2 separate regions of the Sus scrofa genome follow, and region 1 is linked to region 2. Evidence: chromatin contacts called from public HiChIP or PLAC-seq data. All regions are on one chromosome and are shown on one strand. Each heading gives the region's core, a stretch centred on a gene start, on an enhancer-like site or on the middle of the called end of the contact. The rest is flanking DNA. Distances are from core to core; before and after follow the strand shown. Region 1 holds the start of SMS (spermine synthase). Region 2 holds the start of MBTPS2 (membrane-bound transcription factor site-2 protease).

Evidence for each region. HiChIP or PLAC-seq counts read pairs in DNA pulled down with a chosen protein or histone mark.
Region 1: a contact with region 2 is called in an H3K27ac HiChIP or PLAC-seq map of alveolar macrophages. The contact joins the promoter of SMS here to the promoter of MBTPS2 in region 2. A contact is called at or near these places in 1 of 5 promoter capture datasets (liver), 4 of 47 Hi-C or Micro-C datasets (embryonic fibroblasts, epiblast stem cells, heart right ventricle and 1 more) and 1 of 2 datasets of contacts at active chromatin or transcription factors (alveolar macrophages).

What each region holds. Positions count from the first base shown.
Region 1 is chrX:18,116,897-18,119,787 of Sscrofa11.1, forward strand. It overlaps SMS (spermine synthase), which reads left to right and starts at 1,436. Exons shown (of 11, transcript XM_021079653.1): 1 at 1,436-1,730. The coding sequence starts at 1,682.
Region 2 is chrX:18,011,944-18,014,820 of Sscrofa11.1, forward strand. It overlaps MBTPS2 (membrane-bound transcription factor site-2 protease), which reads left to right and starts at 1,417. Exons shown (of 11, transcript XM_021079698.1): 1 at 1,417-2,164. The coding sequence starts at 2,090.

The DNA.
Region 1 (2,891 bases), core at 186-2,685, 100 kb after region 2:
CCTGCCCTGCAGGACACAAGCTGCTGAGAAGGCCCGGCTACTTAAAGTGCAGGCCCAGCACAAAATGAAAACACGGGGCCCCTGGTTCAAAAGTCTCATTAATGATTTCAAGACAGCTCGAGCACAGAGGTAAACCAAGTGCAGGGCCCTTCTGAGTATGAGGCCCGGTGCTACTGCACAGGTTACATGCTGCGTTGTATATTTCACAGGTATGTGCTAAATGAACATATGTGATGTTTCTTTCCACCAAAAATAGAATGCAGTAAACATCTTCAAGTTCAATTTAAAAAAATAAGTGGATGAGGCACACTGGAGACCTGTAGAGCCCTGCTGCCCTTGTAACGTGGCACAGGAGGACCAGCCACGTTCCCAGGAACTGGACTCTGGAGGAACATCCCAGGAAGCAGTCAGGAGCTGCAATCTGAAGAACAAGACAGAAGGCTGAGATGGCAGAATAGCTATGGAAATTGAGAACCCTGGATGCATGGAAGAAAGGAAAACATGCAGGGCAACAAACAGGTGGCTGGGAGCAGGAGAAAAGCAACGTGGGAGCTACAAAGGGGAGCAAGTTCTTAAGAAGATGGTCTGTTAAAGGACAGTCGTGAAGACATTGCCCAGTTCTTGTAGAAAGGTGGAAGGACTCAACAAAACAGCCATTGGGAACTGTTTGCGGAAAAGATGAGTATTTAGGTTCCTCCTGCGCTTTGGAGGGTCAAGAATTCACTGCTCTAGATTTTTTCGAGCCATTAAGGGCAATTTCTGCGGAGCTGGGGAACGCAGAGAGAGGCGCATGAGGGCAGATGGGATGAGGGAGGCATTGGCCCAGGGGTACTGTCGTGTAATAAGGGAAGGCTTTAGTGCACAGACACCCATGATCTCTCCTTTGCACATCTTCTTGAACCCTAGTCATAACCTTCAAGTCAAAGACAAGCCCACGGGGGGGGGAAGTTCCCTGCCACGAATGGAGACATCAGTGACGGAGGAGCAACTCTAGGAACGGTGATTTCCCAAGTCAGCAGTAACATGGTCTTCCCCTCCCTTGCGCTTTCCCCATTCCCGTTTTTCGCGAAAACATACGTATTTGAATACCCAAGGTGCCGAAACGCAATGCCGACCGGGGCTCACGATAATGGAAATGACAATTCTAAAGGATTAAACTGTAGTATTTGAAGAGTTAAGAAAAAGGCGGCAGTACTTTTAGGCTCCAGGGTGGCTCCCAGCATTTTATTTTCTTGGCTTGATCGGGAAAACGGAGGGGCCTGGGCTCGGGGGCTGGCCTGGGGGAAGTGCAGGGGGTGGGCCCCCCGGAAGTCGTGCTGCGCGGTTTAAACCTAAGGTGACCTAACGGATGGCGGGAGCGCCCGCCCGATCCTCTGCGCGGGGCGCGGCCATTGGTGACGCACGCCGGGGAGCACGGCGCCCACGTTTCCACCATTGCCTTAGCGCGGCCTCACACCCGACGCTCGGAGTTCGGGGCTGCGGGCGTCCTTGCTTCCTCCCTCCCGGAGGCGGGCCCGACCCCGCCCCCGCGCCCCGGGTGGCTCCCGGCGGTCCCTCCCACCTCCTAGCCTAGGCCTCCCCGGCGCGGCGCACTCCCCGCCGGCCGCAGCCTGACACGCCGCGCGGCCCCCCAGTCTCCCCGGCCGCCTCCCCCAGGCATGGCACAGGGCCTCGCCTCACTATGGCAGCAGCACGGCACAGCACGCTCGACTTCATGCTCGGCGCCAAAGGTGAGGGCGCGCGCCCGCCACCTGCCCGGTCGCTCCCGCCGCCTGGCGGCTTGGGGCCAGCGGGGCCGGGCGGGGCGCGCGCCGCGGGCCGAACAATGCGGCCGGCCGCGCGGCCCCGGCCCCGGCGCGGGCGGCTCCCGGGCTGCCGCGTGCACCGGCGCCCGCGTGGAGGCCGCACTCCTGCTCCCGCCGCGCTCCGTCCCGGCGGCAGCGCGGGGCCTGGAGGGGCCGAGCAGCCCTCCGGGCCCCGGGTCGCCCACCCGCGCCCCACGCGGGCTCGGCGGCTGCCGCCGGTGTCTCCTCACGCCTCCCCCCGACACACACGGGGAGGAGGACTCCTCGTGGTCGCAGCGCCCACTGGGGCGAGGGGCGTGCGCGGGGTCGGCCGGCCGGACCTTGTCCAGTTCCCCGAGGCGGGCAAATTCCCGCGGGGGCGGGGGCTTCCCTCGTGGGAGCCGGGGCTGGGGCAGGACCGCGCCGCGCTCGCAGGATTCTTAGCCTACTGCGTAGGAGACTGACCCCCGGAAAGGAAGGGGGCACGGGAAAAGGAAACGGTGACTATATTATTATTGGGGGTGGGGGGGTGAGGTCCGAGCGCGGGAATTGTGAGTCTCCGAATCGGAGAGGCTCGGAAGACTGCGAGCCGACCCGAACGGAGGGCTGGGAAAGTGCGGACTGACTGCAGGAATTGCGGAGAGGAGGGTATTTTGCACGTTTTTTTTTTTTTTTTTTTTCTGGGTCCGTTTAACACCGTCTAACACGGGGCGGGGGGAGGGGTGGGACTGTTGGTCTCTCTTGCTGGTGGCTTTTAAACCTGTGAGTGCCGCAGACTGGAATCTGCGCTTCCCGTACGTCCCACTTGGAGCGTTTCTTCCAGGTCTGGTTCTTTCACTGTCTTTCCTCCAGTTGGCTGGAGCCACCTTTTCTGTTAGCGTTGAAAAACATGACTTTCACACTTTCTGTTCTGTTCCCCCCCTCCGCCCCCGCGCCTGTTTTTTTTTTTAAACTTCGGAGTATTCACTTTGCATTTTCATCCCCCTCCCCCAATTTAAAGGATTTCGGAAGGCATAAGGTGAATAAAATAAAAAAGACTGGGGATTTGAAGCGAGACCTAGGTTTGCATCTTATCTTGATGGGCTCTGCTTGTGACTTTGGCTCTAT
Region 2 (2,877 bases), core at 167-2,666:
ATGACGGGAACTCCGGAGAAGACATTTTAAATCTTAATATTCTCATCCTGGGAAAGAACAGTGTTAAAAACTACAGTCATTATGTAAAAACAAACAAAAGTCAGTTCAAATACAATAGTGGACCGATTGTCTTAGTACAGTTTTAAACTTTAATTGCTTCAGAAGTACAAACTGTGAATTTACACAAAGCATCACTTGAAAAATAAAATTATTTAAATTTCTTTCATTCTCCTTTGGTCTTGGGAATTTTTGAACAATAAATGTATTTCAATTTTAAGTTTCAGTCAATATTTTCTATTTTCAGTTAGGGGGACTGAAAAATTTGAATTTTAAAATCATTCAGCAGCTTACCAAATTACACAGTTCCTTTGCAGCACAGCAAGTTAAGGATCTAGTTTTGTCACTGCGGTGGCTCAGGTCACTGCTGTGGTTCGGGTTTGATCCCTAGCCTGGGAACTTCCACATACCATGGGCATAGCCAAAAAAAAAATCACCAAATTAAATAAGTGTGAAAGAAATTTAAATAAACTTTCAAGTGATGCTTTTTACAAGTTTGTGGTGTTTATACTTCTGAAATTATCATAACCTAAAACTGAACTGAGACTTTTGGGACACCTGTACACAGAAAACTGTGGAGTCACAGGGTGCTGGAATATAACCTTTTATAATTATACCCAGTTATGTCCAAAATAAACCAAAACATTCTATAACATACATACACACATGTATGCAAGAAGATGTAAAACTGAGTCAAAATTTCTTGAAGCTGGAGAGGTAATGGTGCTAAGTTATTAAAAACTTGAGGAAAAGTATGGGAGAATGAGGCAAATTAGTAACAGTATCTGTAATATAGTTTTCTTGTATTATACTATATTTTTATTTTGGAGGAGGTTGAGGGTGCATATTTATTGGTGATACTTCTTAAGATATTAGTATTACTATTGCTAATGATGCTTTTCCAGAAAAGTTAAAACAAATAACTTTTAAAGACTTGGGCATTAAGAGTATTAAAAAAACCCTCCATATATATTAGTTTTCCTTCTCATTAGAGATCATCTAGTTCAGTTTTTCTCAATATTGGCTGCACAATGGAATGACTTGAGTTTAAAAAATACTTATGCTTGGGGTCCTGTTGAGATTTTGATTCAATTGGTCAAAGCTACAGAACTGGCTTTAGGAATTTTTAAAGCCCCCTGGTGATCCTAACTTTACAGCCAAGGTTCAGAACCACTGCTCCAGGTCAATATAATCAGGTACATGTCAACATAAAAATACTTAGAACTTTTCCTTTTTACGGTAACACCAACCTCAAAATGTTATAATGGAAGAGGTTGATAAAATAACCTAATTTAAAACTCAAAAATATCATGTTGAACGAAACATGTCGGACACAAAAGAGTACTTGCTGAGTACTTACTGCACGATTTAATTTACACAAAATTTTAAAAAATTAGAATGGGGGTCTGGGGTCGCGAGACAGGGGTTAACTGGGAAGGGATGCAAAGAAAATTCCTGGGATGGGAATGTTCTCTATTTTGATTAAGGTGCATAAATATATAGTTACCAAAGCTCATCGAAATAGGTGAGATCTGTATTATGTTTTCGCTACATGTAAATTACACTTCAATTTAAAAAGAACGAACAAACATAATTAACTTAAATCTGGATACCTATGACAGGGTCTGAGGGGCGGGGACGATGACTACTTCAGATGACCCCAAACCCTCACTAGATTAAAAGGAACCGCAAACCCCAGGCCAGAAACGGAGAGAACGGAGAGTGGACAGCAGGGTGGGCCAAAACCTAAGAAATCACCAGCAGGCTGGCAGCTACGGTTGATCTGATGCCTAGACTTCGGCGTGTGAGTGTTACGCGAAAATAAGCCCCCGCGCCCTTTCCGGTGCGTCCGCTGCCGTCTGTGTGTCCACCGGAAGGATCCGGAAGGGAACGACGCCACCACGAGAAAGGAGCCGGTGGCAGCTTGGTTCCTGCGCAGATGCTGGGGCTGTAAGCGCCGCGCGGTCGGCTGGTTTCCGCTCGCAGGGAGGACGCCGGCGCTCGCCTTCCCTCCGCTGCCTCCGCCGCTGCCATGATTCCGGTATCGCTGGTGGTGGTGGTGGTGGGCGGCTGGACTGCCGTCTACCTGACCGACTTGGTGCTGAAGGTGAGGGCCTCGGGCCTAAGGCCCAAGCCCGCGGTGCCCAGGGCGGGAGCGCAAGGCCCGAGGCCTTTTCTCTTCCCCTGCCTTGTGCCTCCCGGGCTGGAAGGCGTGCGGCCGGTGCCCACGTGCAGCTTTCCGCTTGGCGCCCGGTCCGGTGTTGTAAATAAAGCACGGCTGGTCCTGGGAGGGGTGTGGCGGCCTGCGCAGCCGCCGCAGTCGCATTGCGGCTCGCTGCAGGCCCCACATCCTTAAGGTCCTGCCCGGGAGGTGCCGGTAGTGGGCTAGGGAGGGCCGGGGCCCTGCCAAACCCCGGCGTTGCACCTGGGAGGAAAGTAAAATGTCCGCCTGGGAAAGGCATTGTTTGCCTTCATTATCTTTAGGGCCACGACCCTCCAGAGACTCTGGTTTTAGAATGGATCTAGATCAAGTTGTGATTTAGATCGTTGGCCTCAAATTTTAAAGTGCATACGATCATCTGGGGTTCCGGTTAAAATGCACATTCTGATTCAGGGGGCCTAAGATTCCGCATTTCTAACCAGTTCCCAAGTGCAATCAATGCTGCTAGTCTACAGACCATACTTGAAAATAGCATACTCAAGTAGCAAGGATTTAGACAGCTAGTTTTTGAATACTCGAATTCTAATTTGTACTCTAGGCCCCGTTTCTTCACGCTAATCTCCCTTAAGCCTTCTTCATCCCAACCCTGGCCGCGACAC